Regions from separate parts of the Mus musculus genome. Here all the other regions are linked to region 3. The links are chromatin contacts, called in public Hi-C maps. All regions are on one chromosome and are shown on one strand. The core of a region is the stretch at or near the end of the contact, and the rest is flanking DNA. Distances in the headings are between cores, read along the strand shown. Region 1 has its middle 49 kb from the start of Gm32098. Region 2 overlaps Gm32098 (a long non-coding RNA gene). Region 3 overlaps Gm39149 (a long non-coding RNA gene).

Region 1 (4,053 bases), core at 1,316-3,815, 190 kb before region 3:
CATTAGGGATACCGTTTAGAATTAGTATACGTGTCCGATACATTATTGTTTTGTTTGTGTTATCACACATTTAGTGTTTTCTTTTATAGCATTAGCCAATTTCGGAAGCACAAGTCATGCAAAGCATCTGGCATGGATCAACTGTCACTTATTAGGATTAAAGAAGTTAAAGTATTCTTCCACTTGCAAACAATGTTCTTTAATCAGATCTGATGGCTACATCACCCTTGCCAAGGCCGAATTTCTGTCATCCATTCCTGTGATTTTTGTTTCTCCAGTAGATGAGGCAGTGGTAGCAATACAATATCCCCCCAGAGGCACTGAGGAGTAAGAAGGAAGGAAGGAAGGAAGGACAGAGGCGAAAGAACTTGGCTAAGAATTTCCAAAAATAGCAGACGACGGCTGAGCTGGGCACGGGGCACCAAATTCAACTCCAAAGCTGTTCTTGAAATCAGTGAGGAGTTTGGAGCCATTATTAGACAAGGAGGCTGGGACATTTGCTTGGGCAGAAGCTGTTTCTGTTAGAGCCCTTCTGTCATGTCATTTAGACGTTCTGTGAAGATGTGTCTTTGACTGTGAAGGGCAGCCTTAGGATTGGAGGATGTGGGGCCATATAGCAGCAAATATCCAAACTCAGCATCCCTTACGAGCAAGGGCTCAGTGGGATAGATAGTGTTTCCTCTGCATCTCAACCCTTACACACGGATGCCCTGCCTTTTCCCTTTCTTACCTCTCCTTACCCAGATCATAAGGCACCATTGCAGGGGCTGCTGATTGACTTCTGGGTTTCTGGTCCAGGAAGTTCTGAGGGCTACTTAAAAAGCAGTGCTTCCTGCCCTTGAGGTAGGGCCCTGCTCCTCTCCCAGAACTCAGGCATCTCTGAGAACTCCAGAGCCAATCAGGCTGATAGGACATGACAGCAAGGCAGCATTCCAAGCCAAGTCCCAGAATGAAGTCCCAGGATGAACTTGGAGTGGGCACCACCGGTGATGAAGGGACATAGAGAAATAGAAATATCCATACTCAGAGGAGACAGGGTTCGGGATGTCACAGAAAGGGGAAGGGACTAGCCAGCTTCTGAGAATGGTGTCCAGAGGAACCCACTTGGAGTAAAGGCAGAGTAGACGCTGGGAGGATGCCTGCCCTGTGCTGGTTGGTGCATCCTGCCAGGCCGTTCCCGTTCTACCCTCACCCCCCCCCCCCCCCGCGTGATGGTCAGCACAGCCAGCTGGCTGATCTGCTCAGCACATTTTCCTCCAGTTCTGTTCAGCACAGTCTTCCCTTCAGCTCAGCTCGCTCAGCACATCTCATTCCTGCCTGACCCAGACCCCTTGAAACCATTTATTTCTCTTGGAGCAGAGGAGTTTGTGGTTGGTCGTGGCCTCTCTGCCGATACTTACCAACAGAGCACTGTTTCTGTCTTGCATCTCTCCCAGGGATTGGACCAGCTCAACCCACATTCCAGAGCATCTCCTTCCAATGGTTTAGTTCTGTGCTGCCTGGAGTGTTCAGAGCTTGTCCAATCCACACCTCCTGTTCTAGCACACTGGACCACCTTGCTTTTGTTAACCCAAGGCGCTGATGTGTACCCGTTCTCTCTCTCTCTCTCTCTCTCTCTCTCTCTCTCTCTCTCTCTCTCCTTACAAATGGCTCTGCAGCAGCCCTGGGAGGGCTCAGCCGCACCAATCACGTCTCCATGGTTCCTTGTTAGCTGCACTCTAAGCAGGAAAGTGACTGGGCCTGACAATATAATTTACATTGCTGTATAAAACTATCTGTGGAAGCCAAGCTAATTTGTGCCAGATTAGGCTATTTGTCTCAGCCACTGTCTCGCAGCACAATCTATCAGAGGGCTGTTTTCAAATATCGCTTTTCAAGCGTGCCCTTGAGAGGCAGAAATTGATTGGGATCTTAGAGAGCAAAATTACAGCAATAACTTAAAAGAAACAATAATTACTGAATCATACCAGTGTCAGCACTCTGGAAAACACGAAATAGCCATCAAACCCCAATCCAATATATTCTGAAGCGAATTTATTGAATGGAAAAAGCAGTTGAGTGAGGGTTTTTTCTCCTCCCCCCTCCCCTTTCCCTGTACATATGGTTATCTCAAAACCGCAAGCGAATGAGTCGATAATTCTTGTCACTGACTGCTCCATTTTCGCCAGGCAGAGGAGCCCCATTAGCTGCCTGCTGCCGCACCCGGCTCCCTCTCTCTCTGAATCCTTTCCCCTCGCCATGGCCGATTCATTTGCTAGTCTCTGCTCTTCAAGCAAACAAACATGTATAACTAATCATCTGTTAAAATGCAGAGGGCCGCTAATAAATCTCCGCAGCTGAAATACTTTAATGGGTAATTAATTGATCCTGTTCCAGAGGAGTAATAAGATAATAAATTAGACAATATTTCACTCAGTCGTGTCAGGCGCCTAGCTAATGGCGCTGTAGGGCTAAGCTGAAGGATAATAAATTAGCCAGAAATTAACTGCTAAGAGGTTTCTGTAGAGAAATCGGTTGACAAGTGAGTCACCATCGTGATTCAGGGCCTGCCTGGTAGTGTGGCAATCTCCGTGAATGTGAACTCGGGCCTCGGGAGGGGGCCCGTGGGGCACTCCCAGCCAGGCTCCAGCAGGATTAAGTTCCCAGCCAGAAGAGTGCCTGTTGGGAAATACCCAATGTGTGAAGTGGGCCAGGGCCCTGCCTTACAGGCCCAGCAGGTCCCTGGCTACAGTAAACTAGGCAGAACATGGGATGAGTTCTGGGAAACAGCGCCCCACTCCCAAGCCAGCAGGCTTTCTGAGCTTTTAATGGGTCATAGCTACCATACCTACCATCAAGTAAGTGACCAAGGCCACAGATCACCGATAGCCACCATATTGCCTTGGCTGCTGAGCCTGAGAAAATATGCTAATGAGGAAGGGCGGAGTCTGGGAAAGAGACTGGCGCTCCTTTAATAACAAGGCTATTACAACCCTCAGGCAGGAGAAATATCAGGGAGCAATGAAGTGAGTTAGGCTTTTCCACACAGGTCAGAGAGGTTTGTCATGGAGTCAGAGGGAGGGAGGGAGGGAGGGAGAAGAGGTTTCAGTTTTATTAAGGGTTTGCAACCCCATTGGAGGAACAACAATATCAACCAACCAGAACCTGCCCCCCCAAAGCTCTCAGGGACTAAACCACCAACCAAAGAGTACACATGGGGCCACCCATGGCTCCACCAGCATATGTAGCAGAGGATGGCCTTGTCTGACATCAGTGGGAGGAGAGGCTGTTGGTCCTGTGAAGGTTCGATGCCCCAGTGTAGGGGAATGCCAGGACAGGGAAGTGTGTGTGTGTGTGTGTGTGTGTGTGTGTGTGTGTGTGTGTGAACACCTTCATAGAAGCAGGGGGAGGGGGAAACCAGGAAAGAGGATAACACTTGAAATGTAAATAAAGAAAATATCAAATAAATAAATAAATAAATAAATAAATAAATAAATAATCTTGGGAAAGTGTTGATAGTTGGGAAGAAAAGGGAGTCACTGGAAGGTTGCCTTCTTCAGGGACAGGTAGAGACAGGGCTCTGCCTGAGGCAAAACACTGGGGAAGAAGTGTTTTGATTTCTCTCTGGTGTTCACCAGAGGTTCATATCTCCTCACAGTAGAAGCATTTGGGTACTATTTATTATTTTCCAGGTACTATTTATTATTTTCCAGGGACGGTTAAAGGGTGGCGGGGTTGATCAGCTAAGGAAACGAGGCTGGTCCGGCTGGACTGCTTCTTGAAGTTAGAGACCAGATCACCTTTATCCCTCCTTGATGATGGTCCCAACCCAGGTGCTATGTTCACTGTCTTCCAGCATCCTCTCAGTGCCGATGGCAAAGATGAGTGGCTCTGCCTTCTGAGTCAGGCCAGCCCATTGAGAGCTTCAGAGGAGCTAATGCAGGACATACTTGTTGGAGACCAGAAAGAAGAAATGTGTGCGTTGACTTGAGGTCCCTGGCGTGATGACTGGTTGTCATCTACTCTGTGTATCCCGAGAGAGAGAAGCCCTTGTCTTGCCGGCTGGCCCAACTG
Region 2 (4,512 bases), core at 637-3,136, 130 kb before region 3:
ACAGCACAGATTAAGATGAAGTGATAGTGCTGTGTCAAAAGAGAGCTTTACTGCCACACTTGGGATACAAAGAGAGAGGTTAATTTATCATCGCTGGGGAGAGCTGACAGGAGAGAGATATACAACCGAAAGGGGATTTAGCACAGGGCCAAGAAACTTCACACTATTTTTACCATCTGTCACATGCTCTAATAAAGCAGGGCAAAATATGAAGAAAGGAAAAATGAACTATCAAACACTGATGTAATGCAGCCCATAAATCTAATTTAATTACTTTGCATGGAGACAGGTCCTCGAGTCTGTGTGAATATACTGGATTTTCTTGGCAACTTAACAACTAAGTGTTTTAATAACATCACACTATAATTTATTCTGCTTGAAACACAAAACCCCTTTTGTGAGAGTTTCATTTTTGAGAACTGTTAATTTTTTCGGCTAATGTCAAAACTGGCATAAATTCACATGTGAACTTGAAGCCTGACTGTGAAAAAGGCTTAGGTTACCGCATGCCTTTTTATTGTTCCACACGTCCCCTGCTTCTGCATGCATTAGAAATAATTGGTCTTTGTTGATGACTTAGGTGAGGAGAGTCGTCTTGCAATTAGATTTTAATATAATGACAAAGGGTGTGTGAGGGGGGAATCTTTGTAAAATAAAAGGAGCTAAGAAAACCCAGTGAGTAGAGGCCCTGTTCTCCAGTGAAAAAGAAAAAAAAATTCAGTGCATGATACTCTTAGAAGCAGAAGTAGGCTGTGCCCAGAATCATGAGAATCCCACACAGGACAATGTAAGATCTCAGGGCTGACCAAGACACTGGGGCTGCAGGTCTGCCCTAGAGGGAGCCAGTGGGAGCAGAAAATAAATAAAAAAATACAATTAATATTCATCATGTGTCCTCCCGAATTTGGATGCAGTTACAGAAATTATTGTTAATAATGAAAGCCATATATCAAAGGCTATAAAACTCATCTGGGCTAGGACACTATTTTTTTAGGCTCTGTTCTGAACCATTAAAGATGACATATTGCATTTGTGCGCCTCTGTGTATAATAAGATACATTTAGGTCTGATTCTAACCTAAACTGGCAATTTTGGTATTGAACTTGAGTCCTTAAATGGGGGCTGTGACATTCCAGTCCAGAGGAGGTCAGCAGAACCCATCCATTCTCCCATGACCTCACTCAAACAGGGCAGGATGGATGGGTAATTAATTTGTTAGATCATCAGTGATTCATGTTGGAAAAATACAACACAGAGGCTCTTGACAAATTCAATTGAAATACAGTGGGGGAAAAGGATACGCATCCCCCCCCCCCCCGTAAAACCTCAAACCTTAAGCGTAGAGCAAGACAGACTGTGCAGTTCATTTATCTATTCCTTCAGGATACTTACTTTATAGAAAGCCCTGTAGGGTATATACGGGGAGCACACGCAGTCTGGTAACAGAGATACAGGGATTTGGACACTCCCAGAGCTTAGAAGCCATCTGTGGAGTTTGTGGAGGAACAGGGCTGGAGGTGTTTGGTCGTGATACCTGATCTGGATAAAAACAAGTGCCTGAATTGGAAGATTCTAACAAGTCTAAGTCCCATCAGGAACTTGACCACAATGTCTATACTGTTGACTCTTTGCTCACTGCCACCAGCGATGTGGTGTATGCTAAAAGTCCCAAGCTGTTCAAAGACCCAGAAGCCTGGAAGCTGAGAGGTTACGGGGTTTTGTTTTGTTTTGTTTTGTTTTGTTTTGTTTTGTTTTGTTTTGTTTAGAGAAGTAGTTTCAAATATATTTCTCCTGGTGCTTGTTTCTGAAAGTTCAGACTCCCCAGATCAGACCTGGAAAACACTCAATTCCTGTGGTTTCTCGTTCTGTTGAATTTGTGTGGGAGAAAAATGTACAGCCTTGAACTCTGAATGAAGCCCAGTGTGGAAGCAGTGGTTTTCAGTGGTGCCATTTCCAAAGCTCTCATTGCTGTTTCTAAAGACTTCCCACGTATTCTGTTACTGACCCGCAGCTTGGAATAGTGAACATTAAAAATTAAAAAAAAAAAAATCCAGGCTGCCAGTATTTACTTATGAAATGACTGGGGAGAGCCTGGCAAACCGGCTGCCTGGAAATTAGTGCACAAATTGAAAGTTTGAAGGCTTTTTGTTCCTGGCATTTTGACTTCCTCATCTGAAAAATGGGGATATTAATACCTACCTCCTGGAGTTGTTGTGAAGATTAAGTGCCGCTATGTATGTAGAGCATGGAGCACAGGAAAGGGATGGCTGCAATTATTATTTTATTATAATTATTTAGATTTCATACCCTCCTCTTCCCCTGTCTTCCTAACTTCCCCATTTCTCTCAGTGACTCTCCTCCACTCCTCCCCTCCCCCTACTCTTCCCCCTCCTCCCACTCCTCCCCTCCTCCCACTCCTCCCTTTTCCCCTCACTCCTCTCCTTCCACTCCTCCCCTCCCTTCTCCCCCTCCTCTCCCTCCTTTCCATCCCCTTCCCCCACTCCTCTTTCCCCTCACTTCTCTTTCCCACTCCTCCCCTTTCCCCCCCTTTCCTCCCCCTCCCCCATTCCTCCCCTCCTCCCCATCTCCTTCCCCCACTCCTCCCTTTCTTTCTATGTATCCCCCAACTCTTCTACCCTCACTACCTTCCCCCTCCTCATTGCTCTCCCCCAAGCTGATTTCCTCACAGATTCTTAGGAATCTGCTTCATTCAGTCCTCCCCTCTCCTCACTCTTCCCCAGATCCCCTTATTCCTCCCTCCTCCTTTTCCAAGTTTCTCCTCCCTCCATATACAGGAATCCTCTTCCCTCAGCCTCCCCCTTCTGGCCCAGCAGCAGAATGCAACCAAGCCACTTTCAAAAATAGAAAACAAGAAAACAAAAAAGCCATCTTCAAAAGAGGAAATACAAACAAACACCAAAACAACCAATGCCATACATGCCCAAAGATGACTTAGGCTATTGTTCAGAGATGGCCCTTCCTTGGGAAGCACTTAGCAGAAATAAAAGGAGTACCACACTGCTCTGGGGTGTGAACGCAGATGCAAAGGAATTTGAATTCCCCAAAGCAGAAGAGGAATGCTTTTACAATCAAAGAGCACAAGGAGTAGGAAGCTTACCAGGAATGAAAAAAGCCAGCAAAATTGATTGTGTGGTCTCCCTTAATCCATAGCTATTAGCCCAGGTGCCCATATGAGGTGAACTTTGACCTCTCATAGAAAACACTTGTGCTTGAACTCTTGGTGCTAACCCTGCCACTTGGCACCTTTGTTTTAGCTTACTAGTAAGGATGGCATCATTTATATGAGCAGATGACAAGGGCACTCTAGACCTAAGTTGCAAGTGTCCCAGCACCTTGTGACATGGGCAGAAAGGAGATAGAAGAGACACAAAAGGCCAGCACACTCCTCTGGAAGGTGTGGGGTTTTCAGGAAACACCTTCAAATGTGCACTGGCCCCAGATGCCTCCCCCGACTCCCCAGTGGTGTTCAGACATATTGAGTCTTCTTGGTTCATCTTTGCATTCTCCTCACTTGCTTGCTAATGTGTCACTATTGAGGAACACTCCAGGGCCACCATCGATGGTTCTTGCTACTTCATTGAATCCTCATAGAAAACCTTTAGAGTAGGTTTCTCCTCTCGTACATTTCACCAATGAAGGAACTGCAGCAGCCCAGAGTGGCAGGTGATGACCTAAGCCTACCTAGCTCACAAGTGGCCAGCCTCTTCTATCTGTCCCAGTGGCTATAATCATGACCACCATCTGAGGACAGGCGACATCTACCAGGCAGGGCACACCGTTAAAGTGTATCATCTCAAGCCAGTCTTGACACCCTGACTCTAAGAGACAGGTATTGCTTTCGTTTTACACAGAAGCTCAGAGAGATACTTAAACAGGCGGTAACTGTTGGCTATGATGTGGAATTAGATGGGCCTGGCCTCCACTCATGTTCTGTTGCTTCTGTTAAATCTCTAAAACAGAGGCTCAGCAGAAACCTGCCACTCATTTCACTTGACAGCTTCTGCCCTAGTAAGTGATGGTCCGGGACCTCTCTACTCCCTGAACAGAATGAAGGGCTTATTTCTACTGCTACAGTGGTGGAGTCTGAACATAGAGATGGTTTTGCCACCCAATTAGGCATGGAGCCAAACCTCAACTAACCTCATCACTGTGGATGGGAGTGACTGATAAACACAGGGATATCTCATTTTAATAGAACCCCAAAGCCAAAGCAACCTGGAATTAGAGAAGACCTTGGGGAAGGTATATTTATGGGTTTATATTGAATGTCTGTCTGTTTGTCTGTCTGTCTGTCTGTCTGTCTCTGTGTGTCTGTCTCTGTGTCTGTTTTTCCTAGTCTCTCTCTCTCTGTCTCTTTCTGTCTCTCTCTCTCTCTCTCTCTGTCTCTCTCTCTGTGTCCATCTCTAAGACAAGGTTTCACTATTATAGCCTGAGTTGGCTTTGAGCTAAGTATCTTCCTACATCAGACTCCCGAGTGCTAGGATTGCAGGT
Region 3 (4,356 bases), core at 1,380-3,879:
CACACACACACACACACACACACACACCCTGGACATAACAGTTCATTAGATTTCCTTCTGCTTTTAACTTGGGAAGGTTTCTCACCTAGTTTTATTTGAACCTTAGCAGTTGTTTAAACAGCAGCTTAGTACATCCCAAATCTACCACAGTCTGATATTGTCCACAGCAATTAAATGAAGTGGTTGTAACAATGACTAGCTCTCAGACATTGTTAGTGCAGAACCACTTTCCACATGAAATACCCAAACCCAGTGCCAAAATCCAATGGGAAGAATAGACTGTCTCCTTAGCTATCCCTGACTCTACTGTTTGGTCAGGTTGGTATAGACATTGATACAGTAGCCTTTTAGGCACAGGATGTGCAATGTTCATCTAGAAAGAATAACCCCACCAACCCCAAGGGAAAACCGAGCAATCATGCAAGCTCATGTGAGTACCATTATGGTGCTCAAAACCAAAGTGCAGCTCATCAAACTCAGGCAGTTCTTAATAACAAAAAAGAGAGGATGTGAAATTGGGAGGGTGATGGATGAAGGGCACTAGGGGGATTTAGAGGGGCATAATGAAAGATGAATATGATCAGAATATATTGTACAAAGATATAAAAAGTTTAAGAAGAAATTAAAATATTCAAAAGAACAAAACTTGGAGAAAAATCCAAGTGCAATCAGAATTTTGTAATGTGGGGTGCTAAACCTAAAATCCTAAGGAGAGACTCCTCAAATATCTGGCTGTGGCTGGGTCCCAGAATCCAAGATTTATGACAAATTTAAGGTCTAGACTCATGTTTAGGACCTGATCTGGGCTGGGGGACAAGAGCAGGATATTGTCCTGTTGATGAACTGATGGCAAACCTTCAATTCTTTAGCTCTTCAGAAGCCATGTGAGATCCATGGAGTTTTGAACTTGCTATAGTAGAAGCTGTAGGGAGAGAGGGAGTCTTTTATACAGTGGCACCCTAGACTTATGGAACGTGACATCTGCTTGCTTGGAACAGATTACTCATCTCAGAGCTGCAGCATCTATCTTGGTGTACAGTGCACTCTATGAGCACAGAGTCTGTCCTCATTCTTAAAAGGAGGATTAGAATTGGTGGTTGCCATTTAGAGATATTTCCCAGAGGGTGTATGGCTTCTTGCTCAGTTCTTCTCATCTTCTCAATAGCAAGTTAGTTTTCAAAACTTGCCTGGATAAACTATATCTCTTCATACTGGTGTAGAATCTAAACTTTCTGCATGGCTCAGTACAGGCAGTAGAATGTGACAAAACGTGACCCTGTATTAGACCTAGTGGCTTCTACCCCTATGTGTTTCTTTGAGTTCTCAGAAACCAGGTTGGAAGTCTACATAACTTGTAGAAGACTCCACCCGGAGAGACCATATGGAAAAGTCATGTGGATACCTGATCTATCTGTTGGAAAGGTCCAAGATCCTACCTTACTCAGCTGAGTCCTGCACTCCTGTCTTCTACCTCCAGGCACCAGATCTGTGTATGAGCTTAAAAGGACCTTGCAGCCCATTCCAGTCACTAAGATGACTACAGCCCTAATGTGACCCCAACGGTCACAGTGGAAAGAACAACCACACTGCGGAACCCTACCATGCTACCAATTCATAAAATAGTAAGTAAGCCATTACATGCTGTCATGATTTGTTATATACCACCACGATCAAAGGTAGATCTCCAAATTCCTGTTGATCTGAATGGATGATTTCTGAAATCTACAGTATGCTTGTGGGACCAGGCTGAGAAACTCTCCTCTCGAACCCAGCTAATGAACCCATCTTCCCATTCTTCCATCTTCTTAACCATAGACTGAGTTTCCATGATACAGAAACATATGTCCTTTAGTAAACACTGACCAACAAGAGCCACACACAGGGTTGGGAGCGATGGCATGATGCAATGGATAAAAAGGATACTATGTAATGGTAGCAGTGATGGCGGGTCATGTTTCTATCTCTAGATTATGTTCCATCTCATCTGGAGCTTGCCCATGGAGTGATGAAGGTACCATTTCGGCACAGCAGAAAAGGTGGATATTGAGAGCTCAGCCCTCCTCAGACTGAAACCAGCTCCCGGAGGGGGTTCCCTTGATGATGATGATGATGATGTAAAGTGGACCTCCTGTCCAGCAGCCGATCTTTCCGGGCAATTATTTGGAAGTAATGAAAGTGAATGCATGACATTTAAAAAGAAACCCCTCTGTCAGCAGGAACGCCGCCACAGTCTCCGGCACCTCAGAGAATACACTTAGCTTGAAATAATGTTCATTTTAGCCAAGTTGTAAATTACAAGTGTGTCAGGGTCCAGGGGGATTTATTACCATTTGGAAAGAGGTTGCTGGGCTTGTGCGTGACTGATCATACGGTGCCCATTACAAAATGGCTGTGCTGTGAAGATCACGGAGAGGGAAAAAAGTACGTTTCTTGTTTCTTTTCATTTTTCTTTTACGGCTCCTCTCTGGGGACTTCTTGTTGCTCATGTCCCACAGAAACACCAGTAATAAAGGGCACAATGTCGCAATCTGCTTTTCTAATTGCTGCTTGGATTTGATCTGACATCATGAGTGACAAATGACAGCCAGTCTGTTGATGAGTGGTTTGGCTGGATGTCAGCCTCCTTGGGTCAAAGGAGGGCAGGAAAGCTGGTTGCACTCATCTGTCTGGGCTCGGCAGGGAGCCCTGGAATGGAGTGAGACTTGGATCTTAAAACAGGCCTGGCTTCGGATCCTAGAACAAGTCTGACTTTTCACTGCCCTGCCCTTCCCAGTGTTAAACTGAAGGATTGATTTGGGAAACAGACAATTGGGAGGATGAAGAAGAAGCTCTATATTAGTGAGCTTCACATTTCTACAATGAAATACCTCCCATTTAACTTACAATGATAGAGATTTGTTTAGGTTCAAATTCAAAACAATGGCCTTACAGGTGTGGACTCTGATGAGCAGACATTTGCATTGGCAGAAGTATTGGTCATATCATGAGTGTCTTGAGCAGAAGAAAGTGGGAGAAGAAAGAAAACTGTCCCCAATAATCTTGGGTGTCTCTTTAGAGTCCACTACCTCTTAAGAGTCCAGAGCACCTCCCTGTGCTTCCTCTCTGGGAAATGAAGCCTTTATACCCACATCCAAGCCACAGAGGGAACTGAGAGCTTGTTGGCACCCACCTTTCAACCACTCTGCCCTCCTTTCTTGTTTGTGGGGAGCAATAGTCCTAAGCAAGAGTGAAGCCCCAGGGACTTCAGTTTTAAACAACCCTTTTTCTTGGCCAGGATGGGGGTGGGAATGTGGCATAGAGGAAATCTCTCTCTCCTCTTGGCAGACAAAGGCCAGAACTTGAGTCCTGGTTCTGCTCTGGCTCTGTGCGACCTTCAGTTCCCTGATTATGGTAGACATCCACAAAGCCTTTCCTTCCTCTCCAGCCCCAAGCATTGCTTGTTGAAGGGTCCTTTGGGGAGCACTTAATCGAGCATGATATGAAGGAATGGTACTTGGCACGCCACCCCACCACAGGTAGGCGGTAGCATTGCAAACTTTGGAAATGGGGCAGGCACCACCATTAATTAGTGTGGTTGAATAATATATTGGTTTTCTATTGCTGCCTAACAAGTTACCATGGCTTAAAATCACGCTCACTTATCATCTCAGTTCCTGGGACAGGAGTCCAGTCCTGAGTTATCCGGTTCCTCCACCAGGTTCTCCCTAGGCTAAATCAAGGTGTCTGTAGGACTCTGATGTCTCAGGTTCAGGGTACTCTTTCAAGCTTATTGAGATGTTTGTAGAACGTGTGTGTGTGTGTGTGTGTGTGTGTGTGTGTGTGTGTGTGTGTTTTTGCATGTATTGTGCTCCCTGATGTATTCATGTGGACTTGCATCTCTCCTTCCTCCTTCATGTAAATTTTGGAATAGAACTCAGGTTGTCCTTTGTGAGCAGCAAGCCCCTGCATCCTGAGCCATATCATTTGCCCTGAAATCAGTATCCCACAAACGTACTAGATGAACATGACTGACTGCTAGACGTAAAACAAGCAAAGCAAGGTGAACAGAACCCTAAGATCTGGGAAAGGAAATCAACTGGATTGGAGTTGCCCCTGAGTCTTCACTCTTTGGAGCCAGATTTGGCCTTGTTGTGGCTATGTTCTCAGTTCCCCTGTGGGCCTATGCTGTGTTTCTGGCTCTCTCCTGATTAAGTGTGACCTTCATCAGCAGGTTTCCCAGACACGCAGGCTACAGCATCAGGTACAAGGAGATATCATCCTGTAAAGCCCTGTGGCTTCTGGACTCCCTGCCTGTTTTTCTGTCATTGAGAATCTCCCAAATCCTACAGCCATGCCTCCCAGGCCCACATCGTAAGC

The links. A called contact is a pair of places that touch in the nucleus more often than the background predicts.
Region 1: a Hi-C map of muscle stem cells shows a contact between it and region 3, with 3 times the contacts expected there. The contact joins two enhancer-like sites. A contact is called at or near these places in 3 of 484 Hi-C or Micro-C datasets (embryonic stem cells, muscle stem cells and nephron progenitors).
Region 2: a Hi-C map of muscle stem cells shows a contact between it and region 3, with 1.9 times the contacts expected there. The contact joins two enhancer-like sites. A contact is called at or near these places in 3 of 484 Hi-C or Micro-C datasets (brown adipocytes, muscle stem cells and nephron progenitors) and 2 of 115 datasets of contacts at active chromatin or transcription factors (embryonic stem cells and fibro-adipogenic progenitors).

Annotation. Positions count from the first base shown.
Region 1 is chr8:26,745,958-26,750,010 of GRCm38.p6, reverse strand. No RefSeq gene overlaps it. Among named protein-coding and RNA genes, the nearest start is that of Gm32098, 49 kb to the right of the region's middle. Within about 2 kb of position 2,565, at least 86 of the 459 cell types and tissues checked have an H3K27ac peak or open chromatin away from gene starts, as enhancers often do. A contact at or near this core is called in muscle stem cells, where this site is marked.
Region 2 is chr8:26,685,610-26,690,121 of GRCm38.p6, reverse strand. The region is part of intron 2 of Gm32098 (a long non-coding RNA gene); the gene reads left to right. Among named protein-coding and RNA genes, the nearest start is that of Gm32098, 11 kb to the left of the region's middle. Within about 2 kb of position 1,886, at least 35 of the 459 cell types and tissues checked have an H3K27ac peak or open chromatin away from gene starts, as enhancers often do. A contact at or near this core is called in muscle stem cells, where this site is marked.
Region 3 is chr8:26,557,659-26,562,014 of GRCm38.p6, reverse strand. Gm39149 (a long non-coding RNA gene) reads left to right here. Exons shown (of 3, transcript XR_870276.3): 2 at 1,478-1,622; 3 at 1,968-2,265. Among named protein-coding and RNA genes, the nearest start is that of Gm39149, 20 kb to the left of the region's middle. Within about 2 kb of position 2,629, at least 12 of the 459 cell types and tissues checked have an H3K27ac peak or open chromatin away from gene starts, as enhancers often do. A contact at or near this core is called in muscle stem cells, where this site is marked.